Regions from separate parts of the Triticum aestivum genome. Here region 1 is linked to region 2. The links are chromatin contacts, called in public Hi-C maps. All regions are on one chromosome and are shown on one strand. Each heading gives the region's core, a stretch centred on a gene start, on an enhancer-like site or on the middle of the called end of the contact. The rest is flanking DNA. Distances are from core to core; before and after follow the strand shown. Region 1 holds the start of LOC123054138 (probable methyltransferase PMT15). Region 2 holds the start of LOC123054136 (E3 ubiquitin ligase BIG BROTHER-related).

Evidence for each region. Hi-C and Micro-C count contacts between places; a contact is called where the count stands out from the background.
Region 1: a contact with region 2 is called in a Hi-C map of leaf, with 4 times the contacts expected there. The contact joins the promoter of LOC123054138 here to the promoter of LOC123054136 in region 2. A contact is called at or near these places in 4 of 5 Hi-C or Micro-C datasets (leaf and root).

Annotation. Positions count from the first base shown.
Region 1 is chr2D:512,065,316-512,069,219 of IWGSC CS RefSeq v2.1, forward strand. It overlaps LOC123054138 (probable methyltransferase PMT15), which reads left to right and starts at 1,363. Exons shown (of 6, transcript XM_044477833.1): 1 at 1,363-2,349; 2 at 2,967-3,177; 3 at 3,261-3,558; 4 at 3,639-3,904. The coding sequence starts at 1,636.
Region 2 is chr2D:511,879,689-511,884,211 of IWGSC CS RefSeq v2.1, forward strand. It overlaps LOC123054136 (E3 ubiquitin ligase BIG BROTHER-related), which reads right to left and starts at 2,626. Exons shown (of 8, transcript XM_044477832.1): 1 at 2,399-2,626; 2 at 1,705-1,860; 3 at 896-1,124; 4 at 747-811. The coding sequence starts at 1,854.

The DNA of each region.
Region 1 (3,904 bases), core at 113-2,612, 180 kb after region 2:
AGGTCAAGAAGTAGAAGTGGAGTTGTGGATAACAAAAGGGGTGATGAGAGGATGTGGGTTTGGAAGGTGGGGGAGTGGAGTGGGGAGTTATGGTCGATACGTCGCATCTCCTAACGCAGCCTCGTGGCACGCTGTGGCCCCTCGAGCCTGGCTCAGAAAAAACGTAAATTTGGACGTTCTCCTTAGTCGCATCTCTCGACGCAGCCTCGTGGCACGATGTGGCCCCTCGAGCCTGGCTCAGAAAAAAGGTCAATTTGGACGTTCTCCTTAGCCAGGCCCATGACTAATAATATCATAGAGGCCAGAAATTCGATGCAGCGCATATTCCCACTTAATTTAAAAAGAGTAATGTTGCCTTTTCTGATTCATCAACTGATTCTGCCCCTTCCCACCACATCCCTTCACCTTTTTTCCGCACCTTTCCTGTACGCTAATCAACCACCTTAATTTACTTAACTTATGTATCAATTTCATCATAATTTGTTTACCAAACATTTTTCTTAGAAAAGGAGATTAAAACCCCTGGCCTCTAAAATACAAACAAACATTTATTTACACAATCACAGGCAGGATTTGATAAACATTTGTTTACACAATCACAAGCAGGATTTGATAAACATTTGTTTACACAATCACAAGCAAGATCTGATAAACATTTATTTTACACAATCAAATTAATATGAGCAGGTAAATCCCAAATCACGTGGTACTCTCTCTGTTTTTATTTACTCTGCATATTAGATTTGACTGAAGTCAAACTTCATAAAGTTTAACCAAATTTATAGAAAAATATATGAACATTTACAATAACAAATCTATATCACGTGAAAGTATATTCAATAATGAATCTAATGGTATTGATTTGTTATTGCATATGTTAATAGTTTGTTCTATAAACTTTATTAAAATTTATAAAGTTTGACTTTGTTTAAAGCTGATATGCGGAGTAAATAAAAATAAAGGGAGTAAATTATTTATATACCGTTGTACTCTGTATGGGCTGCATGCCGGCAACCATAGACGCCCATGTTACCCAATCGTCTTTTGCTCACTGCACGCAATCTGCAACGGCCGTCACGGTGCCGATTCGGCCTAGGCCCAAGAGCTAATTGTACTACTCGCTCCACTGCATCCCCGTCGCACAGCTCTGTTCGCTTTCCCTGACAAGCAAGGACCGGAGCCTGAGCGGAACATTTACTCCAGTGGTTTAACTCCTTACCAAAACCGCAAGCGGCGGCAGCAGAGGACCGCAGATACGCTCGTCACACACCCTACGAATACCGTGTGACGCCTTTAATGGCAGACCGGAGGCCAGCCCAAGTACAGTTGCCAAATACCAAACGAGGACCGGGCGCAAGCTGTAGCTGGGGATTTCGGAGCGCGATCCCTCCGCGTGCTAAATTTAACCCGAGCCCGAGCCGCCGCTCTCCCCTGCCAAACCGAACGCACCTACGCGTCTCCCTTTCCACGGCCCCTCGGCCTCCGCCTCCACCTCCACCTACGCGTACGCCCCCAATCCGAGGCCAGAACTTTTAAGGCAGCACGGGGAGGCGCAGTGCAGAAAGCGAAACGCCCAGCCAGTCCAGTCCAGCGGAGGCAGGGCAGAGGAGAGCAGAGCGCGCAGGGGAGGCGGCCATGGCGGTGGGCGCGAAGCTGCACCTCTCGCCGGCCGCCCGGCGCCCCACGCTGCCGCAGCTCCTGGCCGTCGCGCTGCTCTGCTCCGCGTCCTACCTCGCCGGCGTCTGGCACCACGGCGGGTTCACCGCCGCCCCCGCGGCCGGCGGCGGCGCGTCCCCCTCCCTCGTCTCCATCGCCACCACCACCGCCGCCTCCGTCGCCTGCGTCTCCCCCACCACGGCCGCCGTCGCCCGCGTCGGCGGCGCCCCCCTCGACTTCGCGGCGCACCACGCCGCGGACGACACGGAGGTGAACGCCGCACCTGCGCCGCGCGCATACGAGGCGTGCCCGGCCAAGCACTCCGAGTACACGCCGTGCGAGGACGTGGAGCGGTCGCTGCGGTTCCCGCGCGACCGGCTCGTGTACCGGGAGCGGCACTGCCCGGCGGAGGGGGAGCGGCTGCGGTGCCTCGTCCCGGCGCCCAGGGGGTACCGCACCCCGTTCCCCTGGCCCGCCAGCCGCGACGTCGCGTGGTTCGCCAACGTGCCGCACAAGGAGCTCACCGTGGAGAAGGCGGTGCAGAACTGGATCCACGTCGACGGCGACAAGTTCCGCTTCCCCGGCGGCGGCACCATGTTCCCCCACGGCGCCGGCGCCTACATCGACGACATCGGCAGGCTCATCCCCCTCCACGACGGATCCATCCGCACCGCCCTCGACACCGGCTGCGGGGTAATTAAATTAAACTAACTGTTCCGTTCCCAATCGCCTGCCCTTTGATCTCACGATAATCGCATGCCGAAAGGAAGCATCTTATGATAAAAATCTGGGTGAGGGGTTAATTGAGGTTTAGGAACAGGGGACGGGGATCTCGGGAATGCCGGAATGGGATTTGCTTTTTTTTAGAATTATGAGAATTCGGAATGGGATTTGCTTTGCGGGTGTCTGAAGTTTCCAGACAGCATGATCGTGGTCTGGGCCTTGTGCGCAAACGGGTCTGGCCCGGGAAGGAGCACTGGACTTTTCACATTCTGTAACGTTTCTAAAGTATCCCACGTGCACAGCAGTTAGAAATCTGCACGCCGAGCCTGTCATTTGCGTTTGTTCTTTGCCGGATCAGGTTCTCAGAATCCAGTAGCGTATCTGCTGTGTGCAGTGATGTTGAATTGGATCGCCCTGTCACAGTTCCACTGCGAATCATAGTAGCAGCTCTGCGTACTCTGAAGAACATCAACAATTGTTGCTATTTTGACCTGGTCATTTTCCGATAAGCTGATTGCACCATTCAGGCATAGGAATTTGGTTTTCAGATACTGAATGTGGTGCATTGCGCTGCTCTCTGCATGCAGGTGGCGAGCTGGGGAGCGTATCTGTTGTCACGCAACATCCTGGCCATGTCGTTCGCTCCGCGGGACTCGCACGAGGCGCAGGTGCAGTTCGCGCTGGAACGCGGGGTGCCGGCGATGATCGGCGTCCTCGCCTCCAACAGGCTCACCTATCCTGCGCGCGCCTTCGACATGGCGCATTGCTCCCGCTGCCTCATCCCCTGGCAGCTCTACGGTATGTACCATTCTGATTGCACCTCAAACCATCATCCATCGAATAACTTTCGGTCGGATTAAATTGTGCACATGGACACGCAGATGGGCTGTACTTGATCGAGGTGGATCGCATTCTACGTCCCGGGGGCTACTGGATCCTGTCCGGGCCACCGATCAACTGGAAGAAGCACTGGAAGGGGTGGCAGAGGACCAGGGAGGACCTCAACGCAGAGCAGCGAGCCATCGAGTCTGTCGCTAAGAGCCTGTGCTGGAAGAAGATCAAGGAGGTTGGCGACATTGCGATCTGGCAAAAGCCTACCAACCACATCCACTGCAAGGCCTCCCGCAGAATCATCAAGTCCCCGCCGTTCTGCTCCAATAAAAACCCAGACGCTGCCTGGTAAAGTGATTACTTGGTTACTTACACTGCCACATTATCCATTCTGAAGTCCAACTCACGGCCATGATTCATGACTGTAGGTACGAGAAGATGGAGGCTTGTATAACTCCGCTCCCGGAGGTTAGTGACATCAAGGAGGTCGCCGGCGGTGAGCTGAAGAAGTGGCCGCAGAGGCTCACCGCCATGCCACCCAGGATTGCTAGTGGCAGTATTGAGGGGGTCACTGCCGAAATGTTTAACGAAGACACCAGGTTATGGAAGAAGAGAGTTGGGCACTACAAGTCCGTGATAAGCCAGTTTGGGCAGAAGGACCGGTACCGCAACTTGCTGGATATGAATGCACGCT
Region 2 (4,523 bases), core at 1,376-3,875:
TTGTCAAACTTAAACAGGTCTGATTTGAGACAAGACTAGTTGGCCATGTATATATGGAAGGAGGAGGTATTATTTTTACTTGACAATGTAAATATTATTTTTTATGTATACCCAGAGTTAGAAAAGTTTTACTGCATGTATTCTAGGATGTCATTTGTGTAAGAACGAAGCGTGTTGAGGGTCGTAGGTTCCCTAGTTGTATTTTATTTTTATTCCACGTTTTAGTTTTACGTTGAATTCACATATAAATCAGATAAATATAACTATTTTACTTTTTATTCCAGACTTTATGCGTAGATAGATCTATGTTTTTCTCCACTAATAAAGTTGTACAGCTAAAGTAAACTAATGCAAAGTTGAAAATTGCCACCACATCTGTCTTGCCGAGCCAGAGGCCACACAAATATGATTTACCTTAGTCATGATCCGTGTGAAGCATATACAAAGCAAAAAGATTTCTCATTTGATTATTTCATGACATCAGCCAATACAACCCCGATACGATCTGAAATACTTCTTGCCAAGTCGGACATTAACTTTAATGTTTGGATGCAAACACATGTGCGCATGTAGCTTTGATGTTAGATTTTAAATCTCCTCCGTTATAATTAGGACCCAACATATATTAACGAACCAAATAATTTAGCCTATTTGGAATAACAAGGTGGCTTTATCTTCATTGTTTTAGTTATATAATAGATTATTCGAAGCAAATCTGTAGAATCAAAGCTGTCGAAAGTAAATACCTGAGAAGATCTGCTCACAGAAGTATTGCCATTGTTGGATGTTGAAGAACTTACGGGCTTTCTTCCTAAACAGGTGTCTTAACAACATTTAAAAGTCGTACCATATTGAGTTGCAAGATATAGAAGAGTACCAGCAGATAACTAATCACCTTCTTTTCTCTTCTTGTCATCTATCGTTGCCCTAGCAATTTGGTCCTCCATCGCCTGCAAGTCTCTAGCTAAAGCTTCATCGACAGCTAGCTGTGACTCATAATTTGCGCCTCTTGTTAATCTTCGCCCACTCGATTTTTGTGGATGGCCACAACTAGAACCAGGATCTGAATGAGTCCTGGATAAACCACTTCCATCATTTCCTTGGATTAATTGATACACTATTTCCTGAACAGAGGGTGACAATAGGCAAATTAATGAGAATGTTCTGTCATATTTTGTACTACGCTGTTTGTGCTACAAACAAGAAAAGCATATCAATTACGCCTAAACACTTTAAATGAAGATTCCACATATTTGGTCATTTGGTGAACCAATAACCCATTTGGATCTGGCGACAAACAATTAGTTTGTAATTTTGCAGTGTAAATGTCATGAAAAGCTTTGGCCCTTGGATCATAAATGTCATGAAAGATGAATCATTTTTATGGTGTGTGATTTAAGATAACTACATAAGTACAAATATGATCCGCTAGAAATGGTCTACATCATATTACTACACCTGGTCAAGCTTGACATAAAAAAATGAACAGCTTTGGCCCTTGGATAGAAAAACATTTGGTTGAGATTACTATGCACAAGACAACAGAAAACTGCAGCATCATACCCTCCCCAACGGACAAATGTCTAGGATAGAATATCTGACTGAGGTTTCTAATGCAAACTAACAGGAGCAACGACAACAACACGCAGACTAGGACACGATGGACACAGCCAAATAAGATGCGGACAGGGAACGGCATGAAACCTGATCTTGAAGAACTTGTGCAAGATCAACATCATCTTCAAAGAAGCATCCCCCGAAATTCTCTTCAATTGCATATGGCAAGGGGGCATCCATATAGTACACAACCGCTTCCTTCTTCCCTGTTGTATCATGTAGCACCTCCATGCTCATGAGAACCTGACAAGGGAACAGGTAGAACATTACCGGATCATGCTAGATTTGCGCAAGCAGAAAACGCTGCTAATCATACTATAGCCACTTAGTGTTGCATCTTATTGTCAGACCCACAATCATTGTTCTACCAACTGAATAACAAGGAATTTACTAGTGTACTTTCAGACATCACATTATCTCAGGGTTCTCGGCGGTCGACTGTTACAGCAAGTGAAACCCCCTTGCATCTTGAAATGATAATTGAAACCCTTTTGCTGGGGGGAAATCCGGAGCAACCGTAATTAACATCACCGACACTAGTATACTAAACTACAGGAAAGCAGTGCCTGAGTTTGAATCCATCCTCGAGAGACAGGCGGACAGACAAGCCATGGGCAGCAATCGATGCCATAATGCCTCGGATCTAAAGAACTAGGATCTCTCCCCCACCAGCCACAGATCAAGCGCCTGACAACCATTTCTTTGCCAGAAAAAATGGACATTTTCATCCGCGAAACGAAACAGAACCAGCGAATCTGCAGGAGTGGAAGTAGAAGCTCACCTAGGAACGAACCGGGGAATGGGGGATTTCGGAGGATGCGAGGGGGGCTGCCGAATGAGAGGGGAGGATCGACGGGCGGTCCGGGAGCCGCCTTGCTCGGTCCCCTTTTCGCCTCCGGGCTTCGCTGTGTGGAGCGCACAGCTGATATCATAGTCGGGGGAGAGAGAATCAAATCATGGTGGTCTCTCGGTAGAGCGGCTGGGAGGGGACGCGTGCGCATGGCATGGGCCACCCTGCAGGCTACAGCATAGAAAAAAAATTATATGCGGCCATCATTACCGGAAGCAGGCGTGACGTCAGCGGCTGCCAGCACCTTTGAAGAGTCGGATTTTTTCTTTCGAGGGGTTGAAGGGATCGGATTAGCGGCAAACCCTATTCGGCGCTGCAGGCGCCGGTTAAGGGAAATTTTCCTAACCAGCTCCTGCAGCCGCGTTAGCTGGGCCGGCCCATTTATCTGTGTTAATCTGTAGGTTTTTTTCTTCGGTATCCAAAAACGCAAAAGAAGTGTGTGCGGGGAGAGCTCGAGGCGCAGTGGAGTAACCACCATGCCACACAACCTCGTCTGATATTGTTCATCTTTCTCATTCTTTTATTACTTCTGCTTTTTCTTTCTTTTTCCCTTTTTTCTTTTTTCTTCTTCCTGGTTCGATGAGCTATTTCTGCGAAATTGATGAACCTTTTTCTAAAAGTTGATGAATTGTTTTTAAATTTCGATGACCGTTTTTCAAATTTGATGAACCTTTTTCATATTCGATTAACTTTTTTCAAATTTGATGATTTTTTTCTCAAAATTGTTGATTTTTGTTTAAAGTTTGATGAACTTTTTTCAAAATCTATGAACTTTTTCTCAAAATCTTTGATTTTTTTCCGATTTGATGAATTTTTTTCAAAATCAGTTAACTTTTTCCCAAATTGGTGAACTTTTTTTCAAAGTCGATGAACTTTATTCAAATTGATGAACGTTTGTTCAAAGTCGATGAACTTGATTCAAATTCATGAACCTTTTTTCTAATTCGGTGAACTTTTATTCAAATTTGATGAATTTTTTTCGAAATCGATGAGTTTTTTGTCAAAACAATGGACTTTTTTCAATTGGCACAAATCTTTTTCAAAATTTCCATTTCTTTCAATTCACGGTTTTTGTGAATGCTTTTTTCAAATTTATGTTTTCTTTATTCAAATAATTTATAGCTGGTATATAATACTACTATATGTTTAATATTTTATTAAAAAGAAGGGCCACATAACGTTGTTTCCTCTAATAATTAAACAAAGTGAGCTTGTCCTAGTGGTTAACGTGTGTGGCATTCAAATTGGCGGCCAGAGTTTGATTCCCAGTCGAGTCGAATAAACCTGGAGTTTTTTTTTCCTTCGCGTATTACCTTTCAACAGCTTGTTGGGCCGGCCCGCTGCACGTCGCGCGCGAGCACCAGCTGCGTGAACCGGCGCCTATAGCGCTGAATAGGAGCTCCCCCGATTAGCATGGTGATCGAGGAAATGGATTATATGGGCCTATGTGTGTGAGGCCCTGCTACCCAGCTTGGACCACCTATAATTTTGAGCCTACCCTGGAAGAATTGAATTTTGGCCCCAGGGAAAAAACGAAGTGGCTCCTTTTTCTTTTCCTGATGCAAGTTTGTGTGCTGGAAAATGATCTGTTTCCGAGCATCATTTCTGTTTTCATGATCAAACCAACAAATAGCTTAACTCTGACGACATTTCTCACACACCGAATGCTAGACATATGGGGTGTGACATACAGAGTTTACGGGGTGGCTGACCAGTCCTCTTTTAATTGGCTCACAAACAGAACTCCATTGATGAATGGGCCACATGTTCGATGACAGGCCACATCCTGTTAGGGGATGAGGAACAACATCAACCGCTGGAGATATCTTTGGTCTCCTCGTCTTCGGCTGTCATCTTGGTGTTGAAAGGCCTCGAATCATCAGAACTTTGTGGACTTTTTCATCGCCTAGTGGTGTTTCATGGTGTGTCTGTGATCTTTTCGTTGGTGCTACCATATAGCTAACGAGGTTTGTGTCCCTATTGAGTTGATTATTTGATCTTGATGAGTTCATGTTAGCGTTGTATATTTGTATGTTGTTTTTATTGGTTTGATTCT